Linked DNA regions of Hordeum vulgare: region 2 is linked to region 1. A link is a contact called in public Hi-C data. All regions are on one chromosome and are shown on one strand. The core of a region is the stretch at or near the end of the contact, and the rest is flanking DNA. Distances in the headings are between cores, read along the strand shown. Region 1 holds the start of LOC123427504 (shaggy-related protein kinase GSK2). Region 2 holds the start of LOC123427513 (60S ribosomal protein L11-like).

Evidence for each region. A called contact is a pair of places that touch in the nucleus more often than the background predicts.
Region 2: a Hi-C map of seedling shows a contact between it and region 1, with 4 times the contacts expected there. The contact joins the promoter of LOC123427513 here to the promoter of LOC123427504 in region 1. A contact is called at or near these places in 3 of 6 Hi-C or Micro-C datasets (leaf and seedling) and 1 of 1 datasets of contacts at active chromatin or transcription factors (embryo).

The regions. Positions count from the first base shown.
Region 1 is chr1H:150,291,975-150,298,478 of MorexV3_pseudomolecules_assembly, reverse strand. LOC123427504 (shaggy-related protein kinase GSK2) reads right to left here and starts at 2,994. Exons shown (of 12, transcript XM_045111576.1): 1 at 2,733-2,994; 2 at 2,534-2,635; 3 at 2,115-2,174; 4 at 1,759-2,031; 5 at 1,601-1,675; 6 at 1,385-1,441; 7 at 794-934; 8 at 646-696; 9 at 476-571; 10 at 215-298. The coding sequence starts at 2,807.
Region 2 is chr1H:150,501,140-150,507,643 of MorexV3_pseudomolecules_assembly, reverse strand. It overlaps LOC123427513 (60S ribosomal protein L11-like), which reads left to right and starts at 3,065. Exons shown (of 5, transcript XM_045111585.1): 1 at 3,065-3,171; 2 at 3,255-3,362; 3 at 3,600-3,642; 4 at 3,739-3,934; 5 at 4,793-5,153. The coding sequence starts at 3,169. The coding sequence ends at 4,985.

The DNA.
Region 1 (6,504 bases), core at 1,745-4,244:
TCAACTCGTCTTCTGCCAAGCATCGATCTATGGTACTGGATTATGATGGTCATACAAGACTAGTACTGATCAATCTAGTTTGACAAACAATAAGGAGAATTATATATCGATTGTCTCTAAAAGACCATTCACATTTACATTCATCTGTTCCTCTACTACTTGCAGAGGCAAACACCTAGAAGAGCAAGCAACGTCAAAAAAAAAAAAAACTTACAGCAGTGCAGCGGAGGCTTGGTGAATATTGAAGAAGACGTGAAGCAAGATCTATGGCTTCAGGAGGCATTTTCTTGTGAAAAACCTGATCACAGCAAAGAGCAATCAGTAAACATAGGCATCACATCACATTGTTATATACCTTAAAGTATATTACAGCAGATCTTATATATGGCTGGACTGTATTAATAACAGTGAGCCACATATATTAATAAAAACAAATGTAATAAATGATTGGACATGAATGAGATTGCAAGTCTACCTTGTGCCAAGGATGAGCTTTTATCTGCGGAAACCTAAACTCCGTATAATTCGGGTTCATGCAACGTATTTCCTCCCGAGTTGGTGTTCCAAGAACCTACAAGAACATCACAAAGGTCAACATCATTTAATAGTATAAGCGAAAGAGAGAGATATGGAATGTTTGCAGACCTTGATTATCTCTACGAGTTGATCGACTGCACTCTCTCCTGGAAATAATGGCTAGCAAAAAGAAATGGAAGATCAGAAACTACAGTATTGACATCTTAGTTGGAACCTAGGAGGTTGCAAAATATGTGAATAAAACGAAGGAACTAACCTGACCAAGGAGCAGTTCTGCAAGAACACAACCAGCTGACCATATATCTATCGATGATGTATATTCAGTCGCACCAAATATAAGCTCCGGAGCACGGTAGTAGCGTGAGCATATGTATGATATATTGGGCTCACCCGCCACCTGATAGAGCAGCACAAGAAAAATGATATCAGATTAGCAGGTAAGTAACATCAAAGTACTATGCAGGTTGATATTGTAGCAAAGGAACTAAATTTTATATTCAGTGTCGGACACCCAATGTAATCAAATGAAGTGAAGATCAGAAACTTTACTTTCGGCTAAAGCAAGAATTCAGCATGCCAGTAGGGAATAAGCGCAATACAGAGATAATAGTTTATAACCAATGCTATCTGAAGAAGTCAAATTGTAAAGTGTATAAAAGTGACTTAATTTTAATCTTAACGACTGACTAGCTATAAACCTAAAACAGTAAGGATAAATCAAAATAGCACAGACCATGATGCCAATTCTGGTTCAATATTGAATAGAATGAGTAGTCTACACGACAGGACAAATGGATCTAAGCAGTGTGTATGTATCACCAAACTCTTGGGGAAAGAGCCAACATACCAGAACTTTTGCGCTTCCAAAGTCACAGACCTTAACTTGATGTGTTAAAGGATCAACCTGTATAAGGAAGCAAATTCAAAATCAAACATGAAAAGCCATGCATGATAACCGAGCAAATCTGTTCAGTGTGTTCACTGATACATTTTATTCCGGAAAGGGGAAGACCCCGTCCTCTGCATCAAGTGATGCACACAGCCAGTGTTCACCGATACATACCAAAACATTTTGTGGCTTCACATCCCTGTGACAGACTCCTGGAACAGTATGAATGTACGCCAGCCCCCTGAATAGCTGCCACCAATGTCAAATTGACTTAGAATAGTTGCACAATGACAGGCACACATTTCACATTTATTCATTGGCAATTCACAAACCTGATAGGTGTAAAGCTTGACATAGATAAGTGGCATCCCCTGTTTGGCATTACTGTAATGCTTAAGCACGCGGTAGAGCGTCTCCGGGACATACTCCATGACAAGGTTCAGAAACAGCTCATCTCTACTTGTGGTTGAGAAGAAGCAGTGCTTGAGGGAGACAACATTGGAATGGTTCATCGAACGCATAAGCTGCAGCTCACGGTTCTTGTACCGCCGGTCCTGCAGTACCTTCTTAATGGCCACCGTCTCCCCAGTTTCCAAGCATTTAGCCTACACATGCAACCATTTCACTAAACATCAGGCTGATGGTGAACAACACAAACATGGAAACAAGCAATGGCTCGAGCAATCACCTGAAAGACGATGCCAAACGAACCAGTGCCCACAACGCGCTCTGCCATGTAGCTAATCGTCTGAAAAACAAAGCAGGACATTACCAACTGGGCGCCAAAGGGGCATCATCCAAAATCTAACTGAGGCCGTCCAAATTTGTCCCGAAAACCCACACTATTGAACACCACACAGGCATATTTGGAACAGATCTCTTGAGCAAACCATAGTTACATGAGGATCAAACAAATGAGCACTGCAAAAATAGGCTGACAAGCTCCATCGTCCTTGATAAATTCAGCCGCTGTCTATCATTCTTTTTGTTCTCCGTAAACGAAGAAAAACCTAACCAAGGATCCACATACATCTCACCAAGGCAAGAACTGGCCGTGCAAGCTCAGGCCAAGAGACACATGGGAAACATAAGAGACGCTCAGCTCACCTGCTTGGGCTCGCCGTTCTTGCCGCCGATGGTGGTAGAGATGATGTGGCCGGTCATGGCGTCGTTCCCCTCCGCATACGGCGCCTCGCCATCCTGCTGCTTCTGCTCAGCAAGAGCGCCAACACGCTAAACATTAGCTCAACGGAACACCACGGCAAGAAACACACGGCCAACGCCATCCCAGCACAGATCCGGTTACCTTCTCGCAGGCGACTGCGGTGGGGGGCTGCTCGTCGAGCAGCATCGGCTCCGGCGCCGGCGCCGGATGCTCCATGTGCCTGGTGTGTGAATGGGGGCCGACAAGGCGGGCTCACAGCATCCACCTACGCCTGGTCCTCCTCTCTGCCTTGGCGTGCCTTGGCTTGTACTGTGATGTGGGTGGCGCTGCCTTTGACCAGTGGGGGTGGTGGCGACCAAGAGGAACAAGATGGGGAGTGACGTTGATCTATTGAGAGGGCGGTTAGCTGACCCGGTGTAAACAGCTGGTGGATTAGTGGGGAGGTGGATTAGACTAGACGAGGCTCCAGGTCCAGGGTCAAATTGCTGGGAGTACCCGTGTCACATTTATTGCCGAGTAATGGGATTCATTTCTTCGTCAAAAGGATAAACAGTGCCGCTAAAATATATTTACGGCATATTTTCAATTCCTGCCAGAAATTGAAAATATACGAGGGTATTCGTTGGAGAAATTTTCTAGTGAAAGTGGTACACTAATTCCTGCACAAATATACAACGGTACTTATCGGAGAAATTGCTGGCGCATTCATGTCATATAGGAGAACCTTTCTGGTGTTATATATGTCATTTTAATGCCCGGAAATACCTAATTGGTTTTGGGTTCCAAGCAACCTCTTTGAAAAAAATGATTTATAAATTACAAAAAGAGTTAAAAAATTCTGGAACTTTTTGGAGACAAGAACCTTGTAGTGTTATACTCATGTAAAAAGTTTCGCGAAGAAGTGACTTATGTGGACTGCGTGGCAGAAACAAAATGTGTGAATATGTTTATATAGTGTCAATTTTGTTTTGCTTCGCCTAGAATACCATGAACCTCAATCCTTCGCGAAGAGTCACATGAGCATAACACCGCATCATTCTTGTTTGAAAGAAGTTTCTGAAATTTTTGACTAACTTTACAATACTTCTTAAAAAAATCCAATTTGAGGTGCATTTGCACCCAAGACCCAAAGATCCACAGCATTTTATTGCCTCCTTATTAATTTAGTACCAAAAATATGACATCTTTTACATGATAGATATGTGTTTTTGTCCAAGTAATAACATTGCTAGCCAGCACTAAAAATGATGATCAGTAGGCAGTAGCTGGTCCGGCAGGGTGATCAACCACACTGGGGTTGAGACATGGCCAAGACTTATTCAGTTTTTATGAGATATGTTTGTAGAAGTAAAATTATTCGGACATTTTTACATATTGGTTATTGAATAATATATAGTATGCGAGACTGGATAGCAATGCTTTGATAGTCTGGTTTCGTGTTCTATACTCAACATATATGTATAGTATGAGATATGCATTAGTAAAAAATGAAGTACAATGTCTAGATAGGAGTAAGTAGACAATTTAAACGGTTTGCCGATTTTAATTTTTTGACCGGAAGATCTTCACGGCTAGTTTATTAACATCAACCCACACTTACATCGTTTGTTAAGAAATTCAACAATGAGCTCCGAGGGTGTAGGATCATAAGTAGGTTTAGGGTATGTTTGTTTGGGATGCAACTTTCACGATTGCAACTGCAACAGCTCCGGCTGGAAGGAGCAGCTCCGGTTACTAGTTGCGATTGAAAGGTTGGAACCAAGATGCACATGTTTGGTAGTTGTGTTGTAGCAACCGCGGTTGGTGCTGAAACGTGCTGAAATGACTCAAATGCTCTGTTATTTCGTAGATTGGTTTTAAGTGTTGATTGTACTGTTATAGCCGTAAATGACATAGTTAAGAGTTTTTTTTCACCCCATATTGTCACTTCCATGGTGTTAAACTAAAGTTATAATTGTCTTATGTCAATTTGGAAGCATGGTTCCGTTCCATCTAGCCCGTGCACACAAGCATCATCCATCCAAGTTTCCACACACAAGCACATAGCATATACTCCTTCTGTTCCAAATTAAGTGATGCAACTTTGTACTAACTTTGGTACAAAACTAATGCAAAGTTGTGTCACTTATTTTGGGACGGAAGGAGTATAACACTAGAAGTAGTAGCCCACACGCCACCATGGGTGTTGGATAACGTAGCATAAATTTAAAATTTTCCTACGCCATATTCAGATCTTCCTATGGAGAGACCAGTAACAAGAGAGGGAAGAGTGCATCTTCATACCTTTGAAGATCGCTAAGCGGAAGCGTTGCTAGAACACGGTTGATGGAGTCGTACTCGCGGCGATTCAGATCGCGGTGTGATTCCGATCTAGTGCCGAACCACGGCACCTCCACGTTCAACACACGTGCAGCCCGGTGACGTATCCCGCACCTTGATCTAGCAAGGAGGAGGGAGAGGTTGGGGAAGATCTTCGGCAGCACGACGACGTGGTGTCGATGGAGAGACGACGTCTCCCGGCAGGGCTTCGCCAAGCACCGTGGGAGAGGAGGAAGAAGAGGGACAGGGCTGCGCCAAGGGAGAGATCAACTTGTGTCTCCAACAGCCCCAAACCCCCCTCTATTTATAGGAGGAGAGGGGAGGGGTGCGCCACCTCTAGGGTTCCCCCCTAGGGGTGGCGACAACCCAGATGGGAGAGGGGGGCGGCGGCCAGGGCAGGAGAGGGGGTGGCGCACCCCCTGGTGGGCCTTAGGCCCACCAGCGCCTAGGGTTCCCCCCATTCCTCTCTGATGCGCCATGGGCTGGGTGTGGGGGTGCACCAGCCCACCCAGGGGCTGGTTCCCTCACACACTTGGCCCATATAGCCTTCCGGGGCTTGTGGCCCCTCCCGGTGGGCCTCCGGACCCTTCCGGTGGTCCCTGCACTTTGTCGGTGGTGCCCGAAACATTTCCGGCGTCCAAACCCATCCATCCTATATATCAATCTTTACCTCCGGACCATTTCAGAGCTCCTCGTGACGTCCGGGATCTCATCCGGGACTCCGAACAACCTTCGGTAACCTCATATAACAATTCCCTATAACCCTAGCGTCATCGAACATTAAGTGTGTAGACCCTACGGGTTCGGGAGGCATGCAGACATGACCGAGAGACTCTCCGGCCAATAACCATCAGCGGGGTCTGGATACCCATGGTGGCTCCCACATGTTCCATGATGATCTCATCGGATGAACCACGATGTCAAGGATTCAGTCAATCCCGTATACAATTCCCTTTGTTTGTCGGTATAGAACTTGCCCGAGATTCGATCGTAGGTATACCTATACCTTGTTCAATCTCGTTACTGGTAAGTCTCTTTACTCGTTCCGTAGCACGTCATCTTGTGACTAACTCCTTAGTCACATTGAGCTCATGATGATGTTCCACTGAGTGGGCCCAGAGATACCTCTCCATCACACGAAGTGACAAATCCCGATCTCGATTCGTACCAACCCAACAGACACTTTCGGAGATACCCGTAGTGCACCTTTATAGTCACCCAGTTACGTTGTGACGTTTGATACACCCAAAGCACTCCTACGGTATCCGGGAGTTGCACAATCTCACGGTCGAAGGAAAAGACACTTGACATTAGAAAAGCTTTAGCATACGAACAACACGATCTAGTGCTATGCTTAGGATTGGGTCTTGTCCATCACATCATTCTCCTAATGATGTGATCCCGTTATCAATGACATCTAATGTCCATGATCAGGAAACCATGATCATCTATTGATCAACGAGCTAGCCAGCTAGAGGCTTGCTAGGGACACGTTGTGATCTATTTATTCACACATGTATTACTGTTTTCTGTTAATACAATTATAGCATGAACAATAAACGACTATCATGAACAAGGAAATATGATAATAACC
Region 2 (6,504 bases), core at 1,816-4,315, 210 kb before region 1:
AGTCCCCCTTGACATACGAGTGACTCCAACATTCTCCCTAAGATATTTTAAGTGGCTTGTTGAGCGCACTAGGCTCTGCGTTGGCAGGGCCCGCCCTTCGCGTACCTCCACCGACATTGAACCGACCGGATTCCAGGACGGGCCAAGAGGGAAGGCTACGGGCGCAATTAGGCCCCTAAGTCGCGATGCTCAGGTATCCCCCTTGGCGTACGAGCGGCTCCGTACCTCCAGTTGTCCGTCCCTCGCATTGAGCGTGGGCGTAGTCGTAGGTGGACTGGGTTGACTTCGTGGCCAGTTGTGGGCATAGTCATTGGTGGACTGTGTTGATTTCCTTGCCACCTGCGGGCATAGTCATTGGTGGACTGTGTTGATTTCCTTGCCACTTGCGGGCATAGTCATTGGTGGACTGTGTTGATTTCCTTGCTAGCTGCGGGCATAGTCATTGGCGGACTGAGTTGATTGCCTCCGTCTTCTCCTCAGCGCGGAGCCTAGGGCTGCCACTAGGCGTGGGAGGGACCCCTCTGCGTCCTCGGGGGGCCCCGGACATATACAGCCGCAACTCGTTATTACGTGAGAGTGTCACGGTCTTCTCCCCAGCGCGGAGCATAGGGCTGCCATTAGGCGTGGGTGGGACCCCTCCGTGTCCTCGGGGCCCCCGGGCGTATATAGCCGCAACTCATTATTACGTGAGAGTGTCACAGGGGGTGTATCTGGAAGGTTGCGAGGACGCTTTGGCCTCGCGAGTGTCCCTACCCCCGAGGCATAGGTTGATGGTTGATGCGGCTACGAGCGAAGCTACTGGTCACTAGACAGTGTTATGCCCCCGTCCATCCAAGCGGAGGAGCGGACCACATCAATGACCTTTAGTGTGGCTTGCTCCTTCTCGTACTCGTCCATTTCATTGATGCTAGAGTCCTCGCCCGACGGTGGTGCAGCCTCTTGGCACATCTCCCCCACGATTGCCATCAGCTAGTTCGAGCAAGTGCCGACCCAAGTCGCGAGCTCCTCCTCTAGGTGATGGAATAGATTCATATCACATATGTTTGTTGTTTTTATGGAACGACTTCTCCTCCTGCATTTCAATTATGAAGAGCATGTCATTTTTGTTTTTTAAAGATCTTGGCATTTTTTGTATCTGTAGGATGGTGAATATATATTGAATGGCATGCCAATTCTAATTTGAGAACCACTGCAATCTTTTTGCATGATTTTCTTGATGAAGAAACTACATAGCATGGAATTTTTTATGATGGCATTTTTGTGATCAAGAGCATGCAATTTTATTGTTAAGAACGTGGCATTCTTTTTATCTTTTAGCGAGCTAAATTTATTTTTATTGGCATGACATTCTTAATTCTGAATCACATCATTTTTATTTTGTGTGACTTTTGGTTTTAGACAAATAAAACACATAACATGTCAATTTAAATATTTTGTATCATGACATTTTTTTCTTTTTAATGTCACACCATGCACGTGAAGGGGTGTTGCATTTAGAGTTTTAGACCACTTTAAGTCATGGTACCTCAACATTTTTATTGAAGATCATCCCCCAACATGATTTACTCCACCATTCTTTAAATATTACATATATTGAAGTTTAACCTAAATCCTTGTGTGCTATGAAAATCATTCAAAGAAACACATTTGTGAAGGATATCCTTGCAGCTCACGTAGCTGCAAATGTTCCGAATACATAAAGTAAAGTTTACCTCATTATTATTTTTATATAAAGTCTCGTTGCAACGCTCGGGCATTTGCCTAGTGTGCTTCAACAAGTATGCTACACTAGCTATCTTTGTGTTTCATCTTGTTGTCCTTCTCCTTCATGCTCTTCCTCATGCCCCCTCTAATTTGTGAAAATCATTACAGAACGACCCATACATCGCAACACATGCAGTCATATAGTTATGACTATCATGTATGCACCTTGAATATTATATGTGTATATACATTAATTTAAAGCATGTAAATTAATAAACTACCAACACTCATATTGTCAGTTACCGCAATATGACATGATCTCATATGGAATGACATATTTCCTGCTTGCCTCAACTTGACCATGTTTACAACCCTAGCATGACCCTAGACACGCATCTTTGTTGCTTAGCACCTAAGCGTGCATAAAACTGCCTTTTATCACAGAGATCTTAATAAGAAGAACTTGCAAGAGGATGTCGTGAGGGAACTTTGACTTTCTTGCAATGTTAATTTGGTGGAGCCTCTAGGAACAACAAAATGCCCTAGTTTCACTAACACACAACTGCAAATAATGAGTGTACGTTGGTGAATCAAGTTCTTGATGAGTACAGACTATCGAAAAACACTTGAGTGAAGGAGATCAAAGCTACTATGAGTGGTCACCAGTGATTGTATAACATCGAGTTTTAGCCCTATCGTATCACTCGCAATACAATTTAATTCTCTTATAAAAATGATACGTTTATGATGTATTTTTTTTGATATTTTAGCTAGAAGGTACATACCGGACATGACATGGAGGAAAGTCGAAATTCAATCTAGACTTCTATGGAAAGCTAGGGTCTGTTAAACCCCTTATCGGTTAACTTCTTTGTCAACCCAATCAAACCCGGAGAGAAAGCAAAACCGATAACAAAACTCAAGAAGTTGACTCTGTCCGACACACATAAGACGATTATCGTAGACCATGGCCTATAAAAATAGTGAAAAGATTGTTGCCCAAAGGGATAAAGTTGCATTTTTGTAGAGGTCCGACATTGTATTTGGAGTAAAACTCTCATGTTCTAGATTTATCTTTTGAAGAGAAACATTGCTCTAAGTTTTTTTTTTTGTAAGAAACTCTAAAATGTATTTTTTTCAGGGGCCTCTAGAATGTAGATTGGTTGGATTGAATATGGCCGGGAGTCCGGTCCAGCTAGCCATCCGGCTGGGCCGGAGAACCTCAACAGCCCAGCTAGTAAGAAAGCACAAGCCGAGCTGAATATCCTAGCCGTCCATCCATTGATCGGACCACTCCAAGCCCCCCACGCCATTCCGCGAAATCGTCGCTCGGCAACCTCCAGCGCCCCCCCTATATAAGACCCGGGAGATTTCTAGGGTTTCCGCCGCCGCAGCCACACCCAGAACCAAAACCCTCCCATCGTCCGCTTCCTCTCCACCGGCGGCCTCCCCGGTCAGATCATCATGGTGAGCTCTCCTACTCCTGCCGCGATGCCAACGCTCGCCATTTCTTGCGTGTCCCTTTGTTCTTACGCGTTTGTCCCTCGCAGTCGACTGAAAAGAAACAGTTGAACACCATGCGGGAGATCAAGGTGCAGAAGCTCGTCCTCAACATCTCCGTCGGCGAGAGCGGCGATCGCCTCACTCGCGCTGCCAAGGTATCATAGATCCCCGACCCATCAATCCCGTCACGCAACACGGTCTCCTCGACAAAAGAACAATTAAAATCCTTCGCTGTATCTGATATTGTTTCAGTGCGTATGGTCATAGATCTACAATTTCGCAATCCACTCCAAATGAAATTTATCCCGAAGTGCTCTACGTTGTTCATCTTATGTGTGCTTGCACATTTTTTTTTGAGACGCGAGTCTAATTTATACGAATTTACTCATCAGGTGTTGGAGCAGCTGAGCGGGCAGTCGCCAGTTTTCTCCAAGGGTAAGATATTGTCCACGATCTAAAGTTTGCTCGACAATTCTTGTCTGGTTTCAACACCCAGGGGTGCTTATGGTCATGGCGGTTTTATCTTTGCAGCGAGGTACACTGTCAGGTCTTTCGGCATTCGTCGTAATGAGAAGATTGCCTGCTATGTGACAATCAGGGGTGAGAAGGCAATGCAGCTTCTCGAGAGTGGGCTGAAGGTGAAGGAGTACGAGCTCCTGAGGAGGAACTTCAGTGACACTGGTTGCTTTGGGTTTGGTATTCAGGAGCACATTGATCTTGGCATGAAGTAAGATAATCTTCCTGTACTTAGTTCTGGCTGCATTTTATATATGCGAATTATATAGGTAGGACTATAATTTTGGTTCACTTATATCACTTTATTGTAAGCTGTGATATTTTCAACATAAAGTTTCTTGTCTGATGTATTCTTCTATTAAAAATCGTTGTGGAGTTATCACAGGGGTTTCCTTATGTGCATGTTGTAGTAATCTTAACGGAAAATGGTTAACTTTTATCATCAGAAGGATTTTGCCATGCACATGCTTGTAAAGTTTGAAATGCATAATCATGATAAATACTTTTAGTATGTTTTTCTATTGCTGCACTTTATATTTGTTTGTTCTTGGAAGTTCCTTGAGTAGGTGTTGCTCCAGTCTGAAATTATTTTGCTGTGATGGATCCAGTTGTTCCCAATGTGTTTCTGAGTTGAAAATTTCCATAAAAAACTCTCATCTGTTTAATGATTGCACCTTTTAAGCAGAGAATCCAATTGTTTAATGATTGTTCTTATTTTACCAATTAGTGTACCTCCTTAAGTTTTACACTGTTGGAGTTCCTCCCTTTGTACATGCTAGTGTTTGTTGCTGCAATTGATATTTTGTGCTTTAGTTCAAAAAGGTCTGATATCATTTCTCTTTCCCAAGTAAAGAATCAATAATGCCTTGTTGGTACTATCAGTTATACCTGTATGTTGTCCATTAAGTTTGATCAGTTGACATACTTTTTATGTATTTATATGTCTGAACTTGTTAGTTGTAACCTTGTTCTTGAAAAGTGTTTTACGTTCCTCTGAGCTGTGGGTTGCATGCAAATATTGATATCCTATTGCTTACATACTAAAAGCTTACTGTTTTAATTCTGTCAGGTATGACCCGTCAACTGGTATCTATGGTATGGACTTCTTTGTCGTTCTGGAGCGTGCTGGATACCGTGTCTCCCGCCGGCGCCGATGCAAGGCCCGTGTTGGGATCCACCAAAGGGTGACCAAGGAAGATGCCATGAAGTGGTTCCAGGTCAAGTATGAGGGTGTCATCCTGAACAAGTCCCATGCTAGCTAGTATCCTTTGGACTGATTAAGTTGTTGTTAGAGCCTAAGTCAGTCCTCCTTCTGGATCATGGAATCGTATGTTTATTGGATACAAAGTTGCACTATCAATTTTGCCTCATCTGTTGGGCTGACATGCATCTATAATTCCATCAAATCTTTTCATGTTTCATATTTGAAATTGAACATTTCATCAACTTATTTTCTGCTATGAGTGAAGTTTGTTTTAAACCCTGAATTCATACCGTCCGTCGAGAATGAACCCTAACCTTTCAATCCCTGAAATTGACACCCTGTATTTACTAATGCCGCTCTTATCTAAACCTTGGATCAGTTTATACATGTTTGACACGTCAGGAAAGTAACAATCCTGGCAGAGATCACTCTCTATTCTCGCTGACTGACTATATGGGTCCATCTGTCATATTCATCTTCTCTCCTCCGACCAGCAAGTGTGCAGCACTACTGCCGTGCCATACATTGTCTGTCGTGATCTTGCTCTACAGCCCTGCTCTGTGGCCTCGTTAGGAGTCTCTGCTGCGTCTTGCTCTACAGCCCTGCTCTGTGGCCGCGTTAGGAGTCTTGTCATGATGCGTTCCGGCTTTGCCTTTGTAGTGCCTGTCGCGTTAGGAGTCTCGTCATGCTGCCGGCCGCGCAGAACGCCGCGTTGCCGTAGCATTCGTCCGACAGACCCAATTCGACGAAAGCCCTGAAGGCGTTGCTGGAAGCCATGGCGCAGCACGGCATCATGGGAGCGCGTGGTGCCAGGAGCACACGGCGTGCATCCTTGGGCTTGGGTGTGGCACGTACCAGCAGCTCGACCGGCTTAATCAGGAGTCGTCGTCGGAGCGGCTTCTCCCACGAGGCCCGGGACGGCACAGTCAGGGGCGGAGCCAGAAAATTAGGATAAGGAGGACCAAGTATAGTTAAACCTTGTTAGGAAGGGTCGATCCAATAAAAAACATCATTTTATCACATAAAACTATTACTATTCATTGTAGCTTAAATCATTAATGTTAGGGAGGGTCATGGCCCTGGCTGGCATCCTCTGTCTCCGCCACTGGGCACAGTGAGGACAACGCTGCGGCGAAGCCGGAACGCAACGGCTGCTGGTTCGAGTGGCTGTCCACCGCGGACGGCCAACGCATCCACACACGGTCAAGCAAGCTTCGCACAACAACGGAAAGGGGATGTTGCGCTCGCGTCGTGGTCGTGCGCTTGCCGACGGGAAAGGAGCTGAAGAGGTGGGTCAATGTATAGAAGGGGAGGATTGGAATAGAAGAGGGATAAAACAAGTGGACCAACATAGTCGGTGAGAGCACTGATTAATCCCTGTCAGGATCGTTGTTTTCCTGGTTCATCAAACGGATCCAGGGTTCATATTGGGCTGGGATTGATGAGTTTAGAATATCAATTTTGGAAAAATCTAAACTGCACACAGTGCACATCCGCTTTTCCGTGCGGCGGCTCATGCGCACAAATTCGAAGAGCTTGCTTAGCGGTGTTGTATTTTAAAAAAGATTTATCTCATA